Regions from separate parts of the Scatophagus argus genome. Here region 2 is linked to region 1. A link is a contact called in public Hi-C data. All regions are on one chromosome and are shown on one strand. The core of a region is the stretch at or near the end of the contact, and the rest is flanking DNA. Distances in the headings are between cores, read along the strand shown. Region 1 holds the start of LOC124072460 (E3 ubiquitin-protein ligase TRIM41-like). Region 2 holds the start of btbd6b (BTB/POZ domain-containing protein 6-B).

What was found. A called contact is a pair of places that touch in the nucleus more often than the background predicts.
Region 2: a Hi-C map of muscle shows a contact between it and region 1, with 2.6 times the contacts expected there. The contact joins the promoter of btbd6b here to the promoter of LOC124072460 in region 1. A contact is called at or near these places in 2 of 2 Hi-C or Micro-C datasets (both in muscle).

What each region holds. Positions count from the first base shown.
Region 1 is chr15:1,929,501-1,935,001 of fScaArg1.pri, reverse strand. LOC124072460 (E3 ubiquitin-protein ligase TRIM41-like) reads left to right here and starts at 2,575. Exons shown (of 2, transcript XM_046413911.1): 1 at 2,575-3,043; 2 at 3,232-5,501. The coding sequence starts at 3,037. The coding sequence ends at 4,826.
Region 2 is chr15:2,061,360-2,066,923 of fScaArg1.pri, reverse strand. It overlaps btbd6b (BTB/POZ domain-containing protein 6-B), which reads right to left and starts at 4,243. Exons shown (of 4, transcript XM_046411904.1): 1 at 3,253-4,243; 2 at 2,557-2,647; 3 at 2,181-2,299; 4 at 1-1,611. The coding sequence starts at 3,653. The coding sequence ends at 579. All of the region lies in intron 6 of LOC124071417 (transcription factor IIIB 90 kDa subunit-like), which reads left to right.

The DNA of each region.
Region 1 (5,501 bases), core at 1,326-3,825:
GAGTGGCTTCCGACAGGCCAGGAGTCGACTCTACGCTGATGTTATTTAAAGATAACGTCGGCTCAGCCCTGTCCAAACATCAGTGTTTTGTTGCCATGGAGATAGTAGACAGAAACCTCACAGCATTTATGTTTTTATTTTTTAATGATGGCACAGCGGTCTCATAATTAGCAGCAGATCACTCTGTGGGGTACATTTATGTTTTTAGATTTCAGTAAAACAACACAATGTGAAAAAAATCAGTTTGTGGCTCCACATTCAGGCAAACTGAATACAAACAGTTTGTCAAAGTTTATCAAAGTTTTATCAAAGTGGACAGTTTGAATAAATTATTGATGATTGTTATCTGATGTGGAAGTGATGGTGCTGGAGGACGGACTTGATGCGCTCCTTGAAGCGGGTGTGGTCCTGGAAACTGCTGCTGACGGTGAAGGTGGAGGAGGTGGAGCAGTAAGGTGAGTCAGCTACAATGAGATTTACTTAACGGGAAAGTTATGGTTAGTTCGGGTGTGACTGAAGGCTGTGGGGCTCCAGAGTTCTCTGTCATGGTTGAACCGGCTGCAGTTTTATTACTGTGACAGTAGTCTGAGTTGTAGTAATACTAGCTGTCATCTGTCCTTACTTTGTTTGGTTTTGAAGTTTCTTCCTCAGTCAGTTGCTCCTGGACTTGAGTAGATTTTGGTTTTCCCACCCTGCTAAGGGCCCTGAAGAGGCTTGGACAGGCCCTGCAGTAAAACCACAAGCAGTCACTGTCACTGTGTACGTGTGACAGCATAAAAGAGTCTTAAGGTTTGTCCTGGGAATGATATCCAGTCCTTAATGCATAAAGTCACATGTGCTGCTTTGTGAGCAGGAGACCTGGATGATCCCATGTTAAAAAGATCAGGGATGATCAGTCAGCGCCACCCAGTGGTGGAAATACAAACTGCATCCTGAGTTGACATAAACTGTGTTTTTTCTCTCACTGACTTTCTAACAGATTAATCTCAGTTTAATCTAATCACTCCAGCTCTCTGTTTGTCTGTTTGTCCATCCTGTCGCCCACTCGTCACTCTTTTCCTTTTCAGCTCCTGTTTGTCTTTTTCTTTCTGTTTTCTTCCTCTCCAAATTTTTCTCTTCGTGTAAGCTTCCCCCTTTCTTTTTTCCTCCTCTTTCACTTTACCTCTCCCTCTTCCATCGCTTCTCTCTTTCTCATCTCTATGCTTGTCATCTTATTCTTCTCTTTATCCCTCGATTTTATTTTTCAGCACCTTCCACTTCATTTCTTTTCACCCTGATTCCTTTCCTTCTCTCCTCGACCATCCCATGGCCTCCTTCTCTTCCTCATCTTCCTCTCTCAGTTTACAGGTGCTTGTCAGAGTCCAGGATGCTACCTTGGCAGGACGGGTCCTTCCACGTCAGCTCCTGCAGAGGCCAGGCTGCACTTCCTGGCATGTGAACACACCTGCAAAGCCGTCCCTTCACTCTCATTCTCCATTTTTAAGAAGCTTGACAAAGCAGTGTAGACTTGCAGTTGGCCAATGAAAAGTGGAGGAAGTAGAAGAAGAAATGTGCTCTGTGAGGTAGCATCATTCAGATTCAGCCATTTGGGGAGCCTTCGCTGACTTTGAGATGCACCACGTTGATCAGAAGAACTGAAGCTCCTCCTCAGGCTGCAGAAAGAGCAATTAATTAAAAACACTAATAATCCTTTCTCTACTGGGAGAGAGAGGGCTTTTTCCTCCTCATACATTATTAATGTGGCTCGCTATGATTATTTGCAGGTGGTGTGTGTGTGTGTGTGTGTGTGTGTGTGTGTGTGTGTTAGATTTTCACTTGGCTGTGCTCATTAGGAGCTGACCAGCTGAGAGTGAGTAAGTGAGTGGTAGTTCATGTCATCTGCATGCTGAGTACTGGTCTGAGTATGTGTGTGTGTGTGTGTGTGTGTGTGCGCGCGTGTGTGTGGCTCAGTTGTGGCTGATGTTGAGTGGACCCCGGAGTGACTCTGATGCACTGAAGAGGAAATTAAGTTAAGAGGTTAATGAAAATGTTTTCTGTTCCCTTCAGTTTTTTTCCTCTGCTGTCTTGATGTGTCGTTAGCTCGTTTGTAAGAGCAGGTGATACAAACACCAAACGCCATGTTTCCGTGTGTAGAACAGCAACAGATCGAAAACGTGTCGCGTTCCCCAAGATCTTCATACAAACAACAAGTCACATACTGAAAATCGAAATGCAGTTAACCAAAAGATCAGATCACCTTCAGGTCACAGTCAGAAGATGTGCTGAAAATCAGTGGAGAGAAGCTGTGAGTCACCACAGACCGCAGCAGATGGAAAACATGTGATTGTGACTGTGCATCTTCGTGAACAGGTGAAACCAGTTGTTCAGGATGTTTCCTTCACATTCCTCTGCATCTCAAAAACAGGCCACTCGCATAATTACTTTCATTTTCACCCTGCATACATCCTATGAAAAATCACAGAAGATGTGTTTCAATCTAAACCTCAGTGAAAGAGAAATTAAAATGACAGAAAAGCAGCAGGAATTGGTGTAGAAAATGAAGCCATCAAGGATTAAACTGCAGTTCCACAAATGTCCACTTGAGGCTGGCTCCAAAAGTGAGTCATCGTCATAAGGCCCCATGTTAAAATGTTCTTTCAACAGAGATAAACATGTTTGGAAGAAAAACACGTTTGAACAAATATGTGACCAAAACCACCATCTTCTCCTCACCTGAACCAAAGCGTATTTTAGCCTTCACTAAACCACATGGCGGTTTCAAGATGTAGCTCAGTGTATTATCAGTGCCAACATTTTTTCTGGGTTGCAGCCCTGGTACTAAATTTACCTCGTGCCAAAAATGAGTCACTTGAAACTAACAAAACAAAAAGTCAACAACAACAACAAGAGGTGGAGCAACAGTGGAGTGACAGGTGAGCTTTGACGCTACAACGAAACTGAAGTGAGAGGAGCTCCGCCGCTGGGACTGTTTCTCTCTAAACAGCAGGATTTAAACTTAAAGTTTATCGCATCTTTCTTCACTACAAACTTGGCCAAATGTTTGGTGAGTACAGCAGATATAAGAATTATTGTGTTTAAAAACCAATATTAAAATAAACTAATTTTTTCAATTTTACAATTTCACTCATGTACAAAAGTCATTATTTAATATCATTTTTAAACAAATACAGAAAAATTCTGCCATTACAGTTTTACTTTTTCATTCTTGTTGCTCTTGTTCTCATTGTGTAGCCATGTCTGCTGCCAGCTGTCTGCTGTCCGGAGATCAGTTTCTGTGCTCCATCTGTCAGGATGTGTTCACTGATCCCGTCAGCACACCATGTGGACACAACTTCTGTAAAACCTGCATCGCTGAACACTGGAATAAGAACGTCCCGTGTCAGTGCCCCAACTGTAACAAGATTTTCAGCACAAAACCTGAGCTGCAGGTCAACACTTTAATCTCTGAGATGGTCGCTCGCTTCAGGCAGTCAGCTCAACATGAAGCTGCCAGCAGCTCAGAGCAGAACGTGTCCAGACCAGGAGAAGTTCCCTGTGACGTCTGCCCTGGAACCAGACTGAAGGCCCTGAAGTCGTGTCTGGTGTGTGTGGCCTCCTACTGCGAGACTCACCTGCAGCCTCACCTGACAGCTCCACCTCTGAAAAGACATCAGCTGATCGAACCCGTGGAGAACCTGGAAGACACAATGTGTACTGAGCACAATCAACTGCTGGAGCTCTTCTGTAAGATCGAGCAGACGTGTGTCTGTATGCTCTGCACTGTCTCAGACCACAAGGGACATGAAGTCGTTCCTCTTGCAGGACAAAAGAAGGCTGAACTTCAGCAGATGATTCAGGAGAGACGACTGAAGATTCAAGGGATCAGAGATTCAGTGGTGGTCAGCAGGGCAAACGCAGACAGAGAGATTGCAGATGGTGTTCGGATCTTCACCAAGCTGAAGGACACTGCTGAGGTAGTCCAGGCCAAAGTCACTGAGGAGATTGAAAAAAAGCACAAAGAGATCGAGAACTTGGCTGAAGTCCTCATCTCAGAGCTGGAACAGGAGACATCTGCACTGGAGAAGAGGAGGGCAGAGCTGGAGCAGCTCTCACTCTCTGAGGACCACATCAGGCTCCTCCAGGATCTCCTGTCCCTGAAAGCTGCCCCACCCAGCAGGGACTGGAAAGATGTCAGCGTCTGCTGTCCTTCGTATGCAGAGGAAGTGAGGGCAGCCATTAATGAGTTGAAGAGAATGCTGTCTGATATGGCTGAGCTTAAGGCACTCCAGCGTTTTGCCGTGGATGTGAGGCTTGATCCTGATACTGCGCATCCCCTGCTCATCCTGTCACATGATGGGAAACAAGTGAGTCTTGGTCCTGTAAGGAGGGATCTCCCAGATAACCCAGAGAGGTTTTCTGTTGATCCCTGCGTCTTAGGGATGCGGCTTGATTCTTCAAGACAATTTTACTTTGAAGTTGAAGTTAAAGGGAAGATTCGGTGGATTGTAGGAGTCGCCAGAGAGTCAGTCAACAGGAAGGAGACAGTAACCATATACGATGAAAACGGTTACTGGACTCTGTGTTGTTCAAAGGAAAAAGAGTACCGCGCTCTTTCTGTTACTCCAGTTGAGTTATATCTGATGTCGAAGCCTGAGAAGGTGGGGGTGTTTGTGGATTACGATGAGGGTCTGGTCTCCTTCTATGATGTGAATGCTGCTCGTCATATCTTCACCTTCAGTGGCTGCAACTTCACGCAGAGAATCTTGCCGTTCTTCTGTCCCAGTTTTGATCAGGGTGGGACAGACTCTGTCCCTCTGACCATCTGTCCTGTCAACACTGCTGAGTAGAACAACAGTTTGACATTTGAAAAGCACTTTTTCTATTTTTTCAGTGTAACAAATCTCCATACTCAGAGGATATTGTGTCCACTGTGCACTTGTTTTCCTTAGATTCTTGATAACGTGGGCTTGATGGACCTGATATGTACTGGGTTTAGCGGTATCTTTGGTCCTAATTTCATTTGTCTTCCTCCTGCTTCTTTTTTCCCTCCTGCTGAAAATGTCTGGTCTGGACATCTCCAAAGCCTCACATGTCCTCTCCCACAGATCTAATTAGAAAAAATATCTCTCTGATGGATGTGATGTTAGCCTACCTTTCCTTCCTTCCTCCTCTCCTCACTCTTCGTACTGCTGTTCAGAGAGAGAAAGTGTTTGGTTATTCTTGAATGTCCCTCTAAAGACTCCAAACAAGGAGTCTTGTCTTGTCTCTCCTCCCCCCTCTGAGTCAGTCTAATCCAATAGGACTTCTAATTAGATTATTCAAGTGTCTGCCGTCCTGTCTGTGGCCCGCTAATGCATCACCAATACCTGCCTTCAATGTCAGGATGAAGGAGCACCTCTGTGGCACGACAGGAAATGGGAGAGATGACAGTCACATGACGGCTGAGGGTTTTAACATCAGGGTTCCACTTCTCTTTAATAGTCCAGGAAGTGATTTTGTTGTGCATCCTTCAGCTTGGTTGA
Region 2 (5,564 bases), core at 2,994-5,493, 130 kb before region 1:
TATCATCAGGTGTATAAGCATTCTTGTACAGAACACATCTGGTCATCTTCAACAGCATCAAGCTGTCAACAGTTAAACTTTACAAAAGACACGACGTTTCTGAGGCCATCCTCTGAAGTGCAAAACAACTCGGCTTTTGACAAGGTTTCTACTGTTTTTGCATTTAGGATCATAACACTACATAAAGTTTGCTCCTCGTGTAATATCGCTGCTCAGACTATAGCAACAACATTGTATTATAGACTTGCAATTACACAATTTGAAGCAGTCCCTACTTGTTCCAGTTGTGGAGCTCAGCGTGATTACATAACCACAAATCACTGTATTAATGTTGTTTCTACAGCAGCTGCAGCCTTTGAACACAGGCATCAAAGCAAATAACGTTAACCCAGGATTTAAATTAAAAAAATAAGATTAAATTAAATAAGATAAAACAACAGCTCCTTGGCTTTTAAAATAGTCTCTCAAAGAACTAACCAGGCCATTTAGTGTGACATTAGTCAAGAGTCTTTAATGCTACATTACTTTGAAGGCTGGGAGGACGAGGCCCTCGTTTCCCATCAGCAGTCCAGAGCAGCTTATGCATAGAACACAAGCTCGGGGATCTGTCCTCCCTGTACCCCGGTCCCGTTGGTGCTGTCGGAGGAGCACTGGAACTGAAATGTCACCTTCCCACACTGCACCTCCGTCATGCCCTCCTGGCCAAAATAGCTCAGCTCATTCCCGTCCAGCACGGCGCTCACAGTGTAGAACGCGTCCTGCTCCACCTGAACGGGATGCTCGAACCACACCTGAAACGTACTGCTCGACCCGTCCGACACAAACTTTGTCAGGTTCTGCGCCAGGGTCACTCCTTGTCTCTTCAGTTCAATTTTGACGCTGTATTCGGCTTTGCCGCCGCTCGACCCGTACAGCCCCAGACCAGCGATAAAGATCCTCTTGTCCACTGCGAACTGAATGCTGTCGCACCGGCCGCGGTAGCGCCACTGATTGCTCCGGTAGGCCGAGGACTGGAAGCGGTGGCACCTCTGGGGCACCAGACCCTTCCTCGCAGTCAGAGGGAAGTCCAGTTTGGGCTTTTTAGCTGCAGTGTACCACAGGAACACATTGTGCGTCTCCTCCAGTGTCAAGATATCACATTGCGCCGCCCCGTTGGCAAACTCCTCCAGGCTCATGGTGGGGATGCGCACTAAGAACAGCGCCTTGCCAAGGACATTTCTTTTGTTACGGGTTGTGGGCCCCAAACCTTGTCTCTTGCACTCCGCCGTGGCCCAGTTCATCACGGCCTCAAACACCACCACTTCCCTGGTGTTGAGCGTCTCCCTCCGCAGGATGATCTCCAGCGTCTGCAGATCGATCTCACAGAAGCCCTCGGAGCCCAGCGAGAGCTCGGCCTGAGCGTCGATCACCTCCCAGCAGCGCTGCGTCAGCTCGGGCTCCTCGAACAGGCGGCTCTGCGACAGCAGCACGCAGGCGTTCTTAGCCTCCAGGCTCGTTTCCAGGAAGGTGACGCAGGCCTTGGCCAGTGCAGGAACGATGTACTTCTTGGCAGCGTACAGGGTGGCCAGCACCGTGTCTGCTTCCAGGTCGATCTCATCGCTGTACATGTACCTGGAGAAGGACGGAAACCTTTTAATCACACGTACCTGTGCAGGACGTTATCTGACTTAGACAGAACAGCTACTCCTAACTATACGGTTTCTTGTTTTTGGCCTGATGTCAACTGCACAAAATGTCCAAAAAGAAGCAAAATGTACAAAAATAATATTTATTTTTTCTTCCCAAAGAGGATTGTATGCAGACTTAACACAAAGCCTTCCCTTTTCACAAAAAGCTTTACACTCAACAGTCTATGGAGCTGGCTTAGCCCAAGCCACTGACTGAGCAACAAAGGCAGGTTATTTATAACTGCTGGTCTGCATATATCCCCCTCTAAGAAAATTGTCAGGCTGTGGATGAGGAAAAAGGAAAAAAAAAATGTTTCTAGTTGGACAAAGAGCACTGAGAAAACCAGCAATTACAGAGCACTGTGCTGCTGCCACTGCTCTCCGGCGCTCCCAGCATTTTGGCATTCGCCTCTGCTAAGCTTTGGATGAGTAATAATATGCTTTGAAGTGACACTGACTGCGCTTGTCATCTCTCCTTCTGGTTGGCTGTGTGAGGGATGGTGAGTGGCTTACTTCAGCAGAATTAGAAAAGCAGCAGGTTCCACATCTGGGATATGGATCTCAGACTCCTCCTCTGCCAGATCGCCGTAAAACATGGCACAGAAGACCGAGCTTCCCACGGCCAGCACATACTGGGAGGGAGGGAGGGAGGGAGGGAGGGAGGAGCAGACAGATGCGTCAGAGAACACATGCAACCAAATCACTCTTCTGTGCTAAGTTCAATAAAAGAGCAGGAGGAGTTCTTTTCAGCGGTGCTGCAGAGACGGACTCCTCCGAGTGGCATTTGAATGTAACAGACAAACGCAAACATGCCTCCGTTTTGCCCTCGGAGCCTCTCACAGAAAGAAGTAATGAATGGTCTTTTCCAAGGAGGTGAAAATGTCTTTACCTTGTGTGCTGGAACCCTCTGCGATCCCCCCGCGGGACCAACGATGAAGTGGACATCAGCCATCAGCTCATTGTTAAACATCAAGGCATTCCTGAAAGCAAAGCACGTTTCAGCAGTAAGCCTCAGTCCAGTATTGTATAACACAAGTCCTCCCACACGCCTTTTGCCTGGAGACACTGGTTATTTTCACAGGTTTGGGCAGGATGTAGCAGCAGCAGTGGAAGGCCTGCAACTGCTGCTTAGTTTCTAGATTAAACGTCTGCTGATTCGTGAGGAAGTTTCCAGTCAAATGTTTTGTGCAGTTTACTTTTCCTTAAAGGCAAAGAAATTATTCACAATCGAGTAGCCGAAACGAGTGGCTGTTGAACTTTTTTTTTTGCTTTAATCAATTATCCGAATTATTGCACATTAATACTGACTGAATGGACGTGTCGTTGCAGCTCTATACGTGGAGCACACAGCCTGAAATGCGTGCTCTTATGAAGAGTCTGGTATCTAAGTAGGTCTGCTGCACTTAAGGTGCTTACTTTCCATTACTATGATGTTAATGCAGTACGTGTGAGTGGCCGCCGACACTTCTTAATGCCCTTAACGTTATTTACGGTCATTCATATGAGCCGCAGCCACTTTTCTGGAACATGCTCCTGAAATGCCGTCCGGTGGCGGATCATTCGGCCGGGGGTGTTGTGCGGTTACCTCTCTCTCAGTGTGGGGTGGCTGCACTGCCAGCTGGGTGGATCTACGTTGTTGTTGTTGATGTTTTGCTGGGTGGTCGGGGTGGTCGCCGCGCTGCTGCTGCTGCTCGCCTGGCTCACCTGCACCTGCTTGGTCTTCTCGGCGTCCGCCACCGTGGTGCCGTTGGACAGGTTGGTGTTGTTGGTGTTGGCGGCGGGGTACAACTCCGCAGCCATCTTCTGCTTCTGCTGCTTCTTCTTGCTCGTCAGGGACAGGGTGAGGATCTCATAACATACCGGCAGCCTGCCCGGGAGCTTGCCGACCTTCTTGGACTTTTTCAGTGTTTCTGGAAGTAGGAGCAGATAAGTCAGACACCTCATGATCCGGCCATGATGGAGCAACCTGCAGTCTGCCGTTGGCATCGGCACAAACAATCCCGATCTTCTTCGTGTTAATATCCGGTGAAGCGAATCACTAGCGGGCTCTGGATTGAAGTGTACGTGGGGGGGAGAAATCAGCCTCTGCTGCGTGAACCCGGGCTCCTACAGCGCCGCTTTAAAACGGCATCGGCAGCGAAGTTTACACGACAACATCTAAATATCCGTCCAGGCCCGGTGGAGTCCGTTTCCCTTCCCGCTCGCTTCCAACTTCGACCGCCGACACTTTCGCTCCGTTTCCTGGCGGTCACCTCATCCTCTCCGGGCGGAGAAACGTTCGCGAAGCGTCGCTTGTTTTCCCTTTTTTAGCGAGTGGATAATCCGGATAGTCGCAGCTGGTATTCAAGTCCTTCCTGTTTATTTTCTACGCCGCCTGTGCGTTAATCCTCTCAGATTTTTCTCTCGCTTTCCCTCAACCGACTGTCGACCGAGACGAAGCCAGCTACGCTGTTCCGCTGCGGCCGCTCACATCCGAGGTAAACAGTCATTTGTCGGGAGTTTTTAAGGTCTGCTCCTTTTTTTCCTGCTTTTTTTCCTCCTCTCGTCGTGATCTCCTCGGACGCCCAGGGCTCGCTGAGGACCAATCAGATTGTCGAGCCGCGGTGACGCCAGGAGGGCAGAAGCCCCTCCCCCAGCAGCTCCGCAGAGTGCGTCACCGGGCTGCAGGCTCCGCCCCCGTCCCGCTGATTAGACCCGGCGGTGGGATAAAAATAAAATTAAAAAGAAGGTCGGTTGAATATGACCCTCCAACCCGGCACAGTAATGAGGCGAAAAAAGCCCCAAACACAAAGCGGGGAACTCAAAGATTTCAGTTCCAGTTTGAAGTGTGTAATTAACAGGGAAGAGAGAGAGGAGTCCTTCATCAGGGCTTTATTCCACACCCCAATACTGCCCTTATGTGCTATATCATCAAAATGCTCATATTTAAAGAGAATATAAAGATTATAACGACCTATTTCAGTCCCCAAGAAGGAGAGAAAGAAGCACTGATTTATGAATTAAAATGCTCATGAAGTTAAAAGTAAGATGAACTAAGGTTAAAATAAGAATGAAAATATCAATAAAGCTGCAAGTATAAAGTAATCATTAAACAGAAGTCTAACATCCAAACCACACAACAACAACAGTGAGGCTGTGTTACATAAACACGTGAGAAGTGGCATGTAGCTGCAGCGTCACAAGTTACAGGTAAGTGTGCATTAGGTGTATACATAATATACCACCATCACACACTAAACAAAGACAAGCAGACAGAAACATGCGCATGAAGAGCCTCCAAAATGATCATTAAATTCAATCGACTCATCACTTAAAAACAGTAATTCTGACTATTGTGATCACGTGTAGCCGTCACTGATGAATTTTGTGATTTAATGCTGGATAACAAACCAAAGCGATATTACGATATGAGGGGGGGGGTTGAAGTAATTTTGGGGAATGTAGGGTCTCAGGGGGGCGCAGACGTAGAAGGCGGCGAGCAGGTGGAGGAGGGAAGAACACTGCAGCTCTCCATCACAGAGTGACTCGTGGGCTGTTTGAGCATCACAGATTGATTCTACTCAACAGTGAAAGAGGATTTGAGGTGGATTTTCCTCCGCCCCTTAAACACCCTCCTTTTTTTTCTCCCTAAGAAGATCTCGCCTGCGTTTACAGACAGTAAAAGTTGGAGCAGTGATGGCGAGCTCTGCAGACATATCATTACATGGCGCGGAGGGGGGAGGGGAGGGGGCCCTGGATCTTATTACCAGCTGGCTCTACCAGCTTTCCACTGGACTGCTCTTTAAACAGCCGCTGACTTCAAAGATATTCGACTCCACTGTCACTGCCGGGCCATGAAACCCTCCTCATTGTCTCGCTGCTACAGAGGAAAGAGGATTCCTCCTAGTGTTAGTGTTA